4 separate regions of the Mus musculus genome follow, and regions 1, 3 and 4 are each linked to region 2. A link is a contact called in public HiChIP or PLAC-seq, Micro-C and promoter capture Hi-C data. All regions are on one chromosome and are shown on one strand. The core of a region is the stretch at or near the end of the contact, and the rest is flanking DNA. Distances in the headings are between cores, read along the strand shown. Region 1 holds the start of Creb5 (cAMP responsive element binding protein 5). Region 2 holds the start of Chn2 (chimerin 2). Region 3 holds the start of Znrf2 (zinc and ring finger 2). Region 4 holds the start of Jazf1 (JAZF zinc finger 1).

The links. Promoter capture Hi-C pulls out the DNA fragments that hold promoters and counts their contacts. A called contact is a pair of places that touch in the nucleus more often than the background predicts. HiChIP or PLAC-seq counts read pairs in DNA pulled down with a chosen protein or histone mark.
Region 1: a contact with region 2 is called in a Micro-C map of embryonic stem cells, with 4 times the contacts expected there. The contact joins the promoter of Creb5 here to the promoter of Chn2 in region 2. A contact is called at or near these places in 2 of 39 promoter capture datasets (both in the 3T3-L1 cell line) and 1 of 484 Hi-C or Micro-C datasets (embryonic stem cells).
Region 3: a contact with region 2 is called in an H3K27ac HiChIP or PLAC-seq map of microglia, with 5 times the contacts expected there. The contact joins the promoter of Znrf2 here to the promoter of Chn2 in region 2. A contact is called at or near these places in 3 of 115 datasets of contacts at active chromatin or transcription factors (embryonic stem cells, microglia and pancreatic cancer cells).
Region 4: a promoter capture Hi-C map of hippocampal neurons shows a contact between it and region 2, with 2.2 times the contacts expected there. The contact joins the promoter of Jazf1 here to the promoter of Chn2 in region 2. A contact is called at or near these places in 3 of 39 promoter capture datasets (hippocampal neurons and liver).

What each region holds. Positions count from the first base shown.
Region 1 is chr6:53,285,174-53,288,751 of GRCm38.p6, forward strand. Creb5 (cAMP responsive element binding protein 5) reads left to right here and starts at 2,130. Exons shown (of 11, transcript NM_001327821.1): 1 at 2,130-2,200.
Region 2 is chr6:54,037,791-54,041,308 of GRCm38.p6, forward strand. It overlaps Chn2 (chimerin 2), which reads left to right and starts at 2,142. Exons shown (of 13, transcript NM_001163640.1): 1 at 2,142-2,365. The coding sequence starts at 2,317.
Region 3 is chr6:54,814,674-54,818,292 of GRCm38.p6, forward strand. Znrf2 (zinc and ring finger 2) reads left to right here and starts at 2,243. Exons shown (of 5, transcript NM_199143.2): 1 at 2,243-2,799. The coding sequence starts at 2,343.
Region 4 is chr6:53,066,606-53,069,899 of GRCm38.p6, forward strand. Jazf1 (JAZF zinc finger 1) reads right to left here and starts at 2,019. Exons shown (of 5, transcript NM_173406.3): 1 at 1,848-2,019. The coding sequence starts at 1,962. Gm33097 (a long non-coding RNA gene) reads right to left here and starts at 1,390. Exons shown (of 2, transcript XR_377680.3): 1 at 1-1,390.

The DNA.
Region 1 (3,578 bases), core at 880-3,379, 750 kb before region 2:
TGATATAATTCTTGAGTTACTGTAAATATTCCCAGTGTTGCATTATGAAAGTTGGGTAGTGCTTTCATGAAAACTTATTTATTCATGCTTCTTATGTTTAGATAATTCTGTGAATTGAGTCATTTAACTCCTTGCAGGTGTGTGAATCTTGTGACCATCACCCTGGCTTTGCCCACTTAATTCTTCGCTTCATTCCTTTGGTTTATCCACCAGGGGGAAAACCCCAGCTCTTAGCTTCAAGCTGGCTCAATTCCTTTGGGCACTTTCTTTTTCTCTGAGGAAGGAGGTTGCTCTCTGCTCTGGGTGAGCAAGGCTGTACTGGAAATTGAGATGGAAGGTGGATACGGAAGCTGCTGTTCAGTGAACCATGGTTTCCTTCCCTAAACCCAGACAATTGAGCCATCACAGTCAAGGTTTTGTTGTTTCAGGTTAGGACCAGCATCTTCTTTCACAGTTCCTTCAGTGTCCCATGGAGAAGAGGAGAGGAAAATTCACAGAAGAACTTATAGGAAGGCTACAAGGAAAGAGGGAGTTGTCAGTCCCTGTGATTTCAGGGAACCCTGAAGACAAGTGGTGGGGGAGGAGGGGCTAAACACTTCAAACCAGAAAGGAAATAGAAAGCTCTTCCACTTAGTATGTCAAAACCAGCTCAGAAATGTGACAATTTGGGCAAAGCATTACGATTCCTAGCCAGTCTAGTCATGATCCTCTGGCAGACTACACAGTCAGGCTGTGATGCATTGGGATGAGAGGCACTATATAAATGTCAGATGTTACATAAATGTCAGGAGCCATTATTGTTTGTTAATGGGGGCTAAACTGTTCCTAAGCAAAGATCCAACTCCCAGCCAGCAAGCTCTTAGTTGAAGTTCTAACCAGTCAGCCATCAGAAAAGAATTAATATGCCTGATTCTACCAAGGAACCCAGGTGAGATCTGGGGTTAGACATGCGCTAGAGTGGTCCCTGATGATCAGGAGAGCTCCTAGCCTTCTGAGTCTGTCTGCCTCAGCTCAGCTGTGAAATAGAGATAATTACAACACACTCCCCGCTTTTCCTTATTCTGTCAAAGTCATATGAGGAAGAAGAAAATGGTGTGGCTTCAAGTGTTTGGCAAAGTGTGAGCTGTTGTTGGATGACAGTGGTCATTTCGAACAGGCTTTCAATGCTCCCCAAAGGGAGAGAGAGCTTCCAAAAGGAAATCTAGCCCTTGCCAGGGATGAGGAAGGTGAGAGCGGTGGCTTCTGGCCCATGCTGAAAAAGGTCAGTCCTCTTTTCCCTTTGCAGACCTGGCCCTAGATCCTGTATTCTAGCCCTGGCTCGACTGCTTCCCAGCCGGCGAGCTTGGGCCAGTAGCAGAGGCTCTGGAAGCAATGGCCAGGGCCCTTCCGGCGCTGACGCGGAGTCTAAATCCGGCTCATCATTTGGCTCTTGGCTGAGATTCGCCTTTCGCCTTTAGAGAGATTCTCTCACAGGTCAGCACATGCAAGGTGCGAGACCAGGGAAGGCTGTGTGTAGTCCTACTGAGTGTGCACAAGAAGTTATATGCCCTTGAGCGTGATGAGGAGAGGGGCGGCGAAATGGAGATACTAAGAAGCCAGCATGCAGAGAACGCTGCAATGAGGTCATGGCTGTCACAGGCAAAGGATCTGGGTATCTTCGGTGGCTGGGGTAGGGAAGTAGGAAGTGGCCTGCATTTGTAAGTGTAAATGTCTCTTTCTACCTCCTTCAGCATCCTTACCACCTCATGCACACACCCCAAACCTTACTTCTTTCTGACCCTACAGACACTTCTTGCAGAAGAGCTCGTGCCGGTGTCTCCTGCGTGGCTCTGTTTGAAACCTTCAGGATTGTTTCCAAGCTGACTCACACCACTAATGTCGGGGGGCCGTGTTACTCGGCGCTGGGCTGTGCAAGCTGTTGCTTGCGCGATCGCGGACGCCGCCGCAAGCACCCGGGTCCGCTCGAGGGGCGGGATTTGGGCGGGGCGGAGACCGGGCCCGCCCCCTCGGCGTGCGGGCCCCGCCCCTCTCTCCCTCCTTTTCCCCAACGGACCGCAATGATTTAGAAGTTCAGGAATCCCACGTGACGTCACCGGGGGGGTGATGTAATGCACTCTAAATAGAATGTATTGTAATCTTTGCTCAGTCCAACGTGGTCCCTTCACCCGGGCTCGGCTCTTGCCTTCTCCACACTTGTTTGGTAAGTTCCTAAAAATACGGCGCGGCCACTTCTGGGCCTTTTGCATTTAGCCACTTTCGCTGCACTTGCCGCGCGAGCCGACTCCGGAGCGTCCTTGTTTGCAGGGGTTGGTTCATCGCTGCAGCCGCGAGGTTACTTAGTCCAATGGGCAGGTCACAGGGCAAGGAGTAGAAAGGATGCGATGCATTTTTTCCCCCTTGATTTGTGTTTGTAAACACTTTGGCGGATCAGAAGGAAGTCCGGCCCCAATTGCTGGTGGACTGTGGAGTTGTGCTGTGTCCTGTAGTCACCCAGAGACCCCACGCCGTGTCCGTCCCGGAGCGCTTCTTGGTGATTGCTGCGCCGTGCGACTGGAGGGATGCTGAGTGGAGCCAGCGCCGTGTCCGACCCAGTGTGCGTGCGTGTATGGGAGCGCGCGTGAGTTTCCCTGACACGGGGAACAGTTATGAATCGGGGGTGTATGTTTGCCTCCAGAGCCCCGGCATGGTGTGGAACCCTTCTGAAGTGTGGTCAAGCGGCGGTGGTGGTGGCGGCGGCGGAGGCGGCAGTGGTAGCAGCAGCAGCAACAGACCAGGAACCTGGAGCCTCCTCGCATCCCGTTTCTCAGTGATGCAGCGGAACCCCGGGAGAAAGTTAGCAAACTTCCAACCGTTGCGGCAAAGTCGCCTGGTCACCTAGGGGCAGCCGAGCGAGTTCGCAGGGGGTTCTCCCTCTCCCGGGTGCCCAGCGGCCGCTGCCAGTTCTCGCGACCGGCCGCCGGCTGCAGCGGGAGGGTCGGTTGCCTTGGAGGGGGACTTGACTTTCGCTCCAGGCGCTCCAGCTCGAGAGTGCTCCGCAGCCCTCGCCTTCACTCCTGCAGCCGCCTCCCGCCTCCGTCCCCTTTGCGCTGGCACTCTTACTTCTTCCGGGCTGCTGCCCCAAATGACAGCTGGGGCCCGAGCCGCACTGCACCCAGGCGGTTCTCAGGACCGGGCGACAGAGTCTGCCTTTGAGCCAGATTCTTTATCGAACCGCTTAAACTTTTCACAAAGTTCTTAAAGGGTTGAGACAAGCAGACACCGCCCCCACTAAGCCACTTTAGAGGGACTATAGCCCGCTTTAATTTTTCATTTATTTTCTAGTCATAGATTTATTTCCAGGGAGTGTCTAGTAGAAAAAGCTCCAGCTTTCCCTGGACGAGTGCCGCCCCCACTTGATGCTGGTTCAACGCTGGGAACTAGAGTGGGCTACTTGTACATCGTTGTCAGTATCAGCAACGCTTGCTTGGTTTTTTATTTTTCCCTCTTCCTGACATGTGTCAAAGAATAAAGGCTGGCTACAGGTCCATTACGTCATTCTGCAGGCCAGTAAGTGTTTTATTAAGGGCTTCAGATATTCA
Region 2 (3,518 bases), core at 892-3,391:
AACAATTAGTTCTATCTTTTGGCTAAACAATTTACAGGTCTTTAGGCGTGGCACAGTATGGCTTCACAACCAGTATCTTTCTCATGCTTAAAAAGACTCCATATTATCAGTAGTAGAAATGGAGAAACAGAACTATAAGGTATTTGCTGACATCCTAGTTTGAAGTGAGATGCTGGTCTTCTTCAATGCCCAGGTCGTAATGATCCTGTTCAGTGACATAGCCATGTCTGCCATCTAAAGCTCCAGAGGGCTTTGTAAATTACTAGTCAGACAACCAATGCCATGTCATGTCTTGAACTCTGGGTGTCCAAGAAGTTTCACTCTCATAGAGTGGTCAAGATCATGCTGGGTGAGTATATGTCCCCATAAGGCTCCAGATGAGGTCACCTCAAGGTTGCAGTGCCCTCCAAAAGTGTCTGGGGTAGGGAGACTTGGCAGTACCTGAGTCTAGTTGACCCAGGCAGATCTGTCTTAAGAGCCCCTGTAAATGGAGTCCAGGAAGAAAATGCTCAGTGTAACTGAAGTGGCCCACAGGCTTTCAGCAAGAAGTTCACCCCATCCCACCCCTTTAAACTAATCAACAAACAAAAGTGGGTGGGGCACTTGTTGGGCAGTCACACTGGGATGGCATCCCCGGTGGTGGTGGGGATATAACATATACTTTAAATCAAGTAGAAAATGTGACATGAGTGCATATCATGATCCTTTAACATTTATTATTCACTGTACATGAGGTCCTCTTCCGATGTGGAGGCCCCCAGGACCTCGCTGCTGTTCCAGAGTCACTCCTGATCATTTTCAAATGGACTATGTCCTTTTTAGCCATGTTTTTCAAATCGTGCCGCTCCCAATGAGAACACTTTCCGTTTTGCTCTATAATGAGAGTACTTTCATTCCTTTAATGTTTGCTTTTTTTCCCTTTGATCTAACAATTTCTGTTCAAATTTCACAGTTTTTCTGTAGCTTTAGGAATGAAAGAACCGATTACCCTGCTGGGAGCGTGAAACGGATTTTAAAAAATATATATCTGCATGACATTTCCTTCCAGTAAAATTAATTTAGGTTTAAATACAGGAGGATGGCACACACCGGCTCCAGTCCCTTTCTCCGGTACACCTAGGCAATTCCTTATCCTTAAAGGATTCAGTCGCACCTGCTGCAGAGTCAGTCTTTTGTGAAGATCCTACCAAGGGGCAGAGAACCACTTTCTTTGTGTAAGACCGATGCCACCTTTGGGATGTCTCTATTTCTTTTAGCACCGGTCTCAGAAGCATAGTGGACTTTGGGGGCACTGTCCCTGCCAGTGTCTGGGGTACTTAAGTGTAGCTAGATCAGCTCTCTCTGCTTTAGGAGACGCTTCTTGTGGCAGGGCAGGGACCTTCGGTTCCTGACCAACAAAGGACAAATTAAAGGGTGATGGGAAGGGCGCTTCCCAGCCTTGGTGGCATCCTGGCCTGCTCCAAACCCGCACGTAATCCTTAGAGACCTTGTCTTCTCCTTCTGGAAGTACCCCCACCCCTGCACCCCCTCCCCCGAGCTGTGTGGCTGATCCAAACCTAGAGCTTGCTGCCAGTCCCACCACCTTCCTCCTACGACCCCTCCATCCCCTTCTAATTCGGGAAGCAGCACTGTACACTGCTGCCCGGCCCGCCTCGCGTCCCTGGCGGCGTGCCCAACACCTCGGGGCAGGCTCCGAGTCCTGATGGTCTCCACCCCTTGGTCTGCAGCCTCCCCCTGCAGCCAGGGTTGCAGGAGCTGTCAAGCCGGCCGAGCGGATTCAGCCCGGAGCGCCGGCGTTCCTCTCCTTCCTTTGTGTGCGCGCGCGAGCCGAGTTGGGGAGGAGGGAGAAGGGGGAGGTCGCTGTCTATCTGTCTCCCCCGCCTTTGCCCGGGCCGCTCGAAGTGCGGCGGCGGGAGAGGCTGGATCCCTAGAGTCAGTGCCGGGAGCCGAAGGGCGCCCAGGTTCCAGTCGCGCGCAGGGAGCGGGCCCGCGGCGGGGACAGCGGGGACGCCGAGAGAGGTGGTCCCATCCTCCTGGCCGGCCGCCTTGGCCTCGCTGTGCCCCTGCCACCTCGACGCCCGCAGCGGAGTGCGCCCAGGCGCCGAGAGGGACGGCGAGCACGAATAAATAGCGGCGGCGGCAGCGCGTCATCTGGCGGAGCAGGAAGTACAGGCAGAGTCCGGAGGCCGGTGCTTCCCGCGCGTCCCCAGGACTTTGCCATGGGCTGGGGGCCGCGCGGGCTGCGAGCAGCCGGCCGAGGGCAGCGGCGACGCCGCCCGCACCAGGACTGAGAGAGCGGTGACGCGCGGCGCCGAGATGGCAGCATCCAGCAACTCTAGTCTGTCCGGCTCCTCCGTGTCCTCTGGTGAGTTTCAGCGCGCGGGCGCCCGTGCTGGGATGGAGAGTCTACCTGTGGCCGTCCCTCCCGCTCTAGGAGAGCGTGGCGCGGGACACGAGCGTCACTGGGACACTTGTTAAGGTGGTCAACACCTTTGCGTCTGAGCGGTGACAGTGTAGTGGTGGGACTCGGTGGTGTCCTAGGCGTGCGGACCTGGAGTCTGGGGCTCCTGGCGAGCAGTAGCTGCCAGCAGCCTTGCACTTTCTGCACAGCTGGAACAGGGGCAGAAGGCGCAGGGAAGCTGAGGGCACAGCTGGGCTCGGGACCTGTCTGCCTTGGTGCCAGAAACCTTGGATACTCAGAGCCAAAGAAGGGTGCAAACCCCAGCTCCTTGCAGACTCGGATTTCTTTGTTTGTTTCAGAAATTAGCTCCTTGGAGACACTCGCTTGGGGTATGGGTTTGAGAGAGCAGCCAGGACGAAAATGTGTCTTGCTCATCTGACTGAAGTGGGATAGTGGAATGGAGGTTGAGCCCAGCCTCTGACTCCTGGCGTGTTTAGTGTGTGTGTGTGAGTGTGTGTGTGTGTGTGTGTGTGTGTGTGTGTGTGTAGGGACAGACAGAGACAGAGAGACTGTGAGACAGACACAGAGAACATGTGTGCGCGCGGGAGGGGGGCGGTGGGGGCTGTAATTTTACTTTCAAGGCTTCTTTTTTTTTCAGTGTTAAATGTGGCTGGGTGAAAGAAGGGCTTTCAAGCTTTTCTATGGTTGATCAGCAGGTCTAATTGAACAGAAAAAAATGATAATGAATGTGAATGCATAAGAATCAATGGAGGCAGCCCCTCTGGTTTCTGAACATGACAGGTTTCTAATCAGACTGATGCATTAGGTACAGTTCTACTACCCCTTTGGTCACTGAAAACTTTAATAAGAAACCCTGAAGGGATGGCTGGTAAGACATTTGGCATGGTATACAGAACTCAAGGGTCCAAGACAACAGTCTTCAAGTCCTGGTGGGAATGCTCAGTGTGTTACTACTGTATGGTGTCCACAATTGAGTTCCTTTTATTTATTCTCCAAAAATTAAATCCGGAGTGGAGAAGAGATGCAGCACTGGCAGGAAGGCAGGCATTAAAAGGAATCATAGCTATGGATGTGTAACTAATCAGATTGTAGACAC
Region 3 (3,619 bases), core at 993-3,492, 780 kb after region 2:
AAGCTACAGATTGTAAGTGAAGTCCCAGCTGCTTGGTAATAAAACACAGTCTTCATAGGATTACTATCTGGAGAGAGAGGAGAAGGCCCTAAGAGAAGCAGACCAAGGAAAGGACAGAGAAGAATCTCCTCCACACTGCTGCTGTCAAAGAGCAATAATGTAAGGGTACGAGTGACTTTCAAGAATCATTTTAGGGACAGCGTGGTGGCTCAAGCAAGTAAAGGCAGCAATCCCCCAGAACCTACAAGGAAGAAGAACTCCTGTGAGTTGTCCTCTGACACCACATGAGGCCATAGCTTGAGGTAGCCACATACATACATACACACGTACATACATATATACAAATAAATAAAAAGTAAAAACCCTTTTTTTAAAATAAAAGAGTGATTTTAATATGACAGGAAAACATGAATGCACTCTTTCACTGAAAAGCTACTATACTGCCATAGTCTGTTGAGTGTCTAATGAACACCTTAATGAGAGCTATGAAGCCATTGTTGCACAGCACTGTCTTCAGTCCTAGGAATGGGGTGACTGGTAACATCTGCAGGAAAAGGCATTTGACCACATGATGTAATACAGGATATATCATATGAAAGCTCAGAGGATATATCATATGAAAGCTCAGAGTAACTATATATCACGCACTATGCACATATATAAACATATATATGTAAAACTACATTTCTTCCTCATATTCTTCTCCCTTCTTCCTCTTTTTCTTCTTTCTTTCTCCCTCTTCTCATTGAGACTGGTTTTTGCTGTTTCTTAGGCTGACCTTGAATTCTAAGGTTCAAGTGATCCTCACGATTCATTCTCTCCAGAAGCTGGGCACTACAGGCCAGCCTGTTCATAAAGCCTCATTTCTCCTATTTACAAAGTCCAACTTGTGGCTGAAGCGATGGCTCAGCGGTTAGGAGCACTAGCTGTTCTTGCAGAGGAACTGGGTTTGATTCCCTGCACAGCCATGTGACATCTAACTATAACTACAGTTCCAAGGGATTGAATACCTTCGTCTGATCTTCAGTCTGGGCACCAGGCACACGTGGGGAACTTACATGCAGGCAAAACATTTATACACACACACACACAAATTAAAAACAAACAAACAAACAAACAAACAACCCTCCATTCCCTTATCTTCTGAAAGAATGTCTAGAATCACTACTTAAATGACTCACCACAAATACAAAAGCGTAAAACAGCGACAGTGCATTTTTGCAGTTTGTACAAACACACTTGCACATAGACAATGCTACCAGTACCCGCCAAATGGGAGGGTCAGAGCCTGCTAGACCAAGCACCACACACAGGAAGGCATTTAGAATCCTGTTAAGTTCCATTTAGAGAAACCCACAAGATTTTAAAGCTACTATCGCTCTGGAGATTTAACTCAAACATTCTGGGCAAGGAAGCTAAAGTCCAAAAAGGTAAAACAATTTACAGCCTGCATAATTTGGCTTGGTGTTAGGCCCGAAGGCTGGATCTCGGGAGAAGATAGTCTCTGCACCTCAGTTTTTGCTCTGCCTTTGAAGGTCAAGCTGGATTATCGTTCGTTCTTCCAATTTTTTGCTCTTCCCTTCCCCTAGCATAATTCTGATCAAGTTGGCTTCAGCCTTCCCCTTGTTTCGTTCTGTCCTTCGCTCCTGTACTGTTTTTTGTTTTAAATCGTCTTCATTGCTGAGACTGTTGTTTGCTTAATCAGTGTATACAATACCAACGAAGGTCATTATCTACCCACTCAAAGCTCCAGACACGGGATACTGCCACGAACGCCCTAGCCAGGAAAAGGTGCACTTGGTTTTCTTCAGCGCTCACAGGCCACGTGCGGCAGGAGGGGCCGCCTTCTGATTGGTGGTGGGGGAGTCTCCTGGAGGGCGGAGCCACCGGTCTGTCCATCACCACATGCTGGGCGGGGCCTGGGCGGGTCGGCCTAGTTGTAGGGCAGAGCTAGAGCAGCGGGACCCAATCTCTGCGCTTTGCCTCGATTCGGCCGCCGCTCCTCCAGTGCCGGCCGCGAGGCGACGGTTGCCGGGGCGCGCGCCGCCCGTTCCTCTTTCCCGTTGCAAGCGGCTGGCGCGCAGGGAGGCGGCCCCCAATCCGGCCGGGCGCCTCCCACTCTCCGAGCCGCCGGGGAGCCGGAGGATGGCGGCGGTGACAGCGGCCGCCCGGGAGGAGGCGGTGCGGAGGCCGCGAAGCGCGGCAGCAAGCGGCAGCGGCCCGTCGCGGCGGCCCGGCAGCGACCGCGTCCGCACGGCTACCTGAGCGGCAGCCGCGAGCTGCGTCCCGCCTCTCTCGCTTGCTCGCTCGCTCGCTCGCTCGCGGCCCGGGGCGGCGCGGACATGGGCGCCAAGCAGAGCGGCCCCGCCGCCAACGGCCGCACCCGTGCCTACTCGGGCTCGGACCTGCCCTCCGGGACCGGCAGCGGCGGCGGCGGGGCGGACGGCGCTCGGGCGGCCCGTTTCGCGGCCCCGGTGTCCGGCGCGCAGCAGCCCAGCGCCTCGGCCGGCGCGGCGGCTGCAGCGGCGGCGGCGGCCTCGGCCCCGGCAGCGCCCCGTAGCCGCTCGCTCGGCGGGGCGGTGGGCAGCGCGTCGGGCGGCCGCGCGGCGCAGTCGGCCTTCAGCATCCCCAGCGCTGGCGGCGGCGGCGGCCCGTACGGCTCACAGGACTCAGTGCACAGCAGCCCAGAGGACAGCGTCGGCGCTAGGGACCGGGACCGGCCGGCGGGCGGGGGCCCTGGCGGGCCGCGTCTGGTGATCGGCTCGCTCCCGGCCCACCTCTCCCCGCACTTGTTTGGAGGTACGGCTCCCTGCCCTGGCAGCGGCTCCCCAGCTAGGGAAGCGCACCCCCCACTCCCTCCTTGCAACGCGGTGAATGGAAGAAGTATTGTTTTAAAACAAACTGACGAAACAGCCTCGTGGTTGTAGCTTTTAGTACCAGGAAGTCAGGGGAGATCAGTGGCTGAGTGTAGTTCTGCCCCGGAGCTGAAGGGCGAGCAGTTTTAAAGGCCCAAAGCCAGAAGGGACTCACGTGGATGTTTGAGTGTTTGAAAAAAGGAAGTTATCTCTCCTTTGGATAGACTCCTAACAAAGCTGTGATCCTTGCGTCTCTGTAAATAGCCCTGCCTACTTACTGGATACTTGTTTTCTGGTTAAATGTGTTAATGCAAAGTGTTGCTTCATAACCCCCGAAACTGCTACTTTTACAGTGTGGCTAATGTCACTACTGCTTAGTTTGAAGCGGATTGTGGAAAAGTTCAAGAACAGTTATTTAAAGAGATAATCTTTATAATGATCACAACTCTACCTATAGAGGCAGTAATTGGGCAAGGTCTTTCGAAGAGCGGTGTTCACTAGAGTTAAGGAACAATTTAGAGATCAGTGATGTGCTTTTAATTAAGTTGTTTGAAACAGGAGAAAGGGTGCAGTTGATCCTGAAAATGTGAACTTAGCCGCATATTGCCACCTCCTTTCGGTATGAGACTGGTATTATACATTTACACGTAAGCACAGAATGATGTAAACTATATCCCTTCAGGTTTTTTATTTGTTTGTTTGTTTGTGTATTTTTTTGAGTCAGGTTTTCTCTGTGTAGCCTTGGCTGTCCTGGAACTCACTCT
Region 4 (3,294 bases), core at 769-3,268, 970 kb before region 2:
AAGCTTTGGGTTCAAGTGTTTGTTCATTTTAACATCTATTTTTCAAAAACTTTGCTGGAACAACTATTTCCCAAGTATAATAACTGTTAGCCTTGCCAAAACAATTTAAACTTCTTTTTCAATCCTCTCACCATTGAAAGAAAATAATTAGACCTTTGGGAGTAAGATATCATCACTTAAAAGTTTAGCTTTAGAAAATTCATAAACCCTTGACCCTCTTTAAAGATAGCTGCACAATACTGGGAAAACTTTGCCAACTCAAAATAAGAGGCTTATGATTTACCAATGCTAGTCTAAATCATCTGGCTCCAAGTTAACTCGTAAGAAATAATTGTGTTTAATTCATGTTAAAACTAAATTATCTTTCAATCAGCAGGTAGTCCCAAGTTAAGAAAGTTAACCAGATAAAAGTATTACTCATTCAACTTACATAAATTAACTGATGAAATGGATGGAACTTGGGATAACTGTTTTCTGTTATCATTTCTGTTTAGTTTAATAAGTAAGGGGAGTCCAGTGAGGAACTGGGAAAACTCGTCTTGAAACTGCATCACTACAGTTTAAGCCATGATGAGAAACTTTATACCTGGAGCACTTTTAGCTATGACTACTCAGTCACGATATGATTCAGCAGCTTTGCTACTCTATTAAACCGCTTTTCAGACCACCAATACTTGAGAGCATAGGTTCTTTACCTCACCTTTATCAGAAGACATGGGGAAAACTATTAAGGAGATACTTTGAAACTTTGAAAAATTTCAAAGCTTGACAATTACTCATCAGATTTCTGTTTTCAAAGGCATTCTGCAGACAGTTTCCATGATTAGCTCCCATTCTGGATGGCCCAGCAAATCCCGCTCTAAACTGGCACTTAGCGCGTATTAAGCGCCCACTGTGTGCAAGGAGAAAGCATTCTACAAAGCAAAGGGGCATGAGGCTCTGCCTCATTTTATTCGTGCATAAATGCACAGCAGTCGTGATTTACTCTCTCAACTTTGCAGAAACGTGAGCTGCATCCACATGGTCGAATCCATGTCATTCATTTGGTCTTCTCGAAGCAATTCACAGGTAGCCTCACCCAGGGAACCGGCTGCCCTCTTCACCCACCAGGCCACTCCGGGGAGCGGCCACACCTTCTGCAGGTGGCTGGGTCTTCTGAGCCAGAAGCACCAGACCCATCTCCCTCCGCAGGGGTGGGGATGAGCGTGCAAATGTGATGCAAGGACTTCCGTGGGGCGCAGGACTTAGGAGGTCCCTGGGTCCCGGGAGACACAACCGGCCCCGCGGGGCGCCCCTCCCCCGCGTCCCCGCGCCCGCGCCGCGCAGGCCCCGCGGGGACCGGCGCACCTCCGGCCTAGCCGCAACGCGGGCGCCGCGACACGCCCGCCCGCCGCCCGCGGGCTCCCCTCTGCTACCGGGGCCTCGGGGCGCTCCGGCCAGGGATGGGCGCGGCCCGCAGCCGCCCGAACCGCAGCCGCCGCGCCAGGCCGGGCCCCGCGCCCGCGCCGCTCAGAGCACGCAGCGCCCCGCGCCCCGCGCCCGCCGCCGCCGCCGCCGCGGCCCCCTCCCGCCGCGCCACACCTAGCAACCGGCGCTGACAGGACGCAGGCGGGGGAGGAAGCGGAATGGCTGCCGCCGCGGCGCCTCCCCGGCTCCCGCCAGCCTGACAGCTCGGGCCGGGCGGAAGCGGCGTGCGGCACCCGCCCCCCGCGGCCCGCGCCCGCCCTCACCCTGCGGCCGGCCATCCCCGCGCCCCGCGGCCCTCCACGCCCGCACCTTCTCGGGCGCCCGGCCCGCGCCACCCCGGGGCTCGCCCGCCGCCCGACCCCCGCCCACCCGGGCCTCACCGATGTGGTTGTCCTCGATGTGCTCGATGAGGTCGGCCAGCGTGGGGAAGTGGAGTCCGCAGCCCCCGAAGCGGCAGGTGTTGGAGAAGAAGGAGGCGGCGGCGATGCCTGTCATGGTGCTACATCGAGAGCCCCCCGGAGTCGGCTCTGCGAGCGCCGCGCGCGCGGAGGCGGAGGGAGGGGCCGGGGAGGGGGCAGGCGCGGGGAGGGCAGCGCGAGCCCGGGACGGAGGAGAGGGGGCGCGAGGTGGAGCGCAGCGCCGAGCCTCCGGGAGGCAGCGGGAGGCGGCGGGAGCTCGGGGGAGGGGGCGGGGAGGACTCGGCGGCTGGGAGGAGGGAGCAGGCGCGCGCCTGCAGCTGTGCGGGCCCCAACCTCCGCGACCCAGGCCTCACCTGGCAGCTCCCGCCTCCAACTTTACGTCCCTGGGCCTGCCCTTTCGCCCTGTGAGGTGCCTGCAGTCCGCTTGGAGCCTCCCTTGGTTATGCGCGCTACATTCTTAATAGATACACATCTATTAATTACACATGCTTTTCACCCCAGAGGAGCACTCAGGGAGTTACCCAGCCCTCTTAGGGACATTTGTTTGCACTTGGCCACCTGTCTAGGTGTGACGATGGTATTCACTAGGGACCCAGGAAAGGTAATTGTGTGCACCTTGTTCTTTAAACTTTCTCATTTAAAAAAAAAAATTAAAAAGTCCGTATTCTCTGGAGGTTAGTAGGAACTAATTGATTTTAATGAAGCTTTCCCCCTAGGCCAGAAGAAAAATCTTAGCTTTATTTAAATTTCAAAATAGAGCGCTTGGTTGTCAAGTGCATTTGACTGTGTTTTACATATGTATCACGTTTGTTCTCCCTGATTCTTCTGAGAAAACAAAAATCTCAATTTCTTTACCCCAAATTCCCGCACCTCCTGAACCCCGTGTTGTGGCTCAGGTCTGGCAGTGCTGCTCCAAAGACGAAAGGGGCAAGTGTAGAGGTTTGGAAATGAAAGTCAAAGCAAATTCGATTTTCACTTAAAAAGAAGATTTCACCAATCAGTTAGGATTATATCATCCTGTGAGCATTTAAGCCATACTGTTGACCAGATAGCCTCTTAAGAACCAGTTCTCTTCTGGTCTCCAACCGCAGTTGCAGTTACATTTTACCTACAAGGTGTATATTTTCTTCCAGGTGTTCAAGAAGCACCAGGAGATGTGCATGATTCGAGGGTGTAATTTTTAAAAAATTTATTCATGCATTCTGAATTTAGCATTTGTCTTTAGAACAATTTCATTTACCCGCTGGTGCATATACCTAGAAAAATAACAACCCTGTCTTTTTAAACTGCATATACCACTTGTGTTATCTCTAATATTAGGATTGTTAGGGCACTTCGTGTAAATGTAAATGCAGACATATGCAGTATTTCTGTCACCGGAGAAAATTTTCACAATCTCCCAGTCACA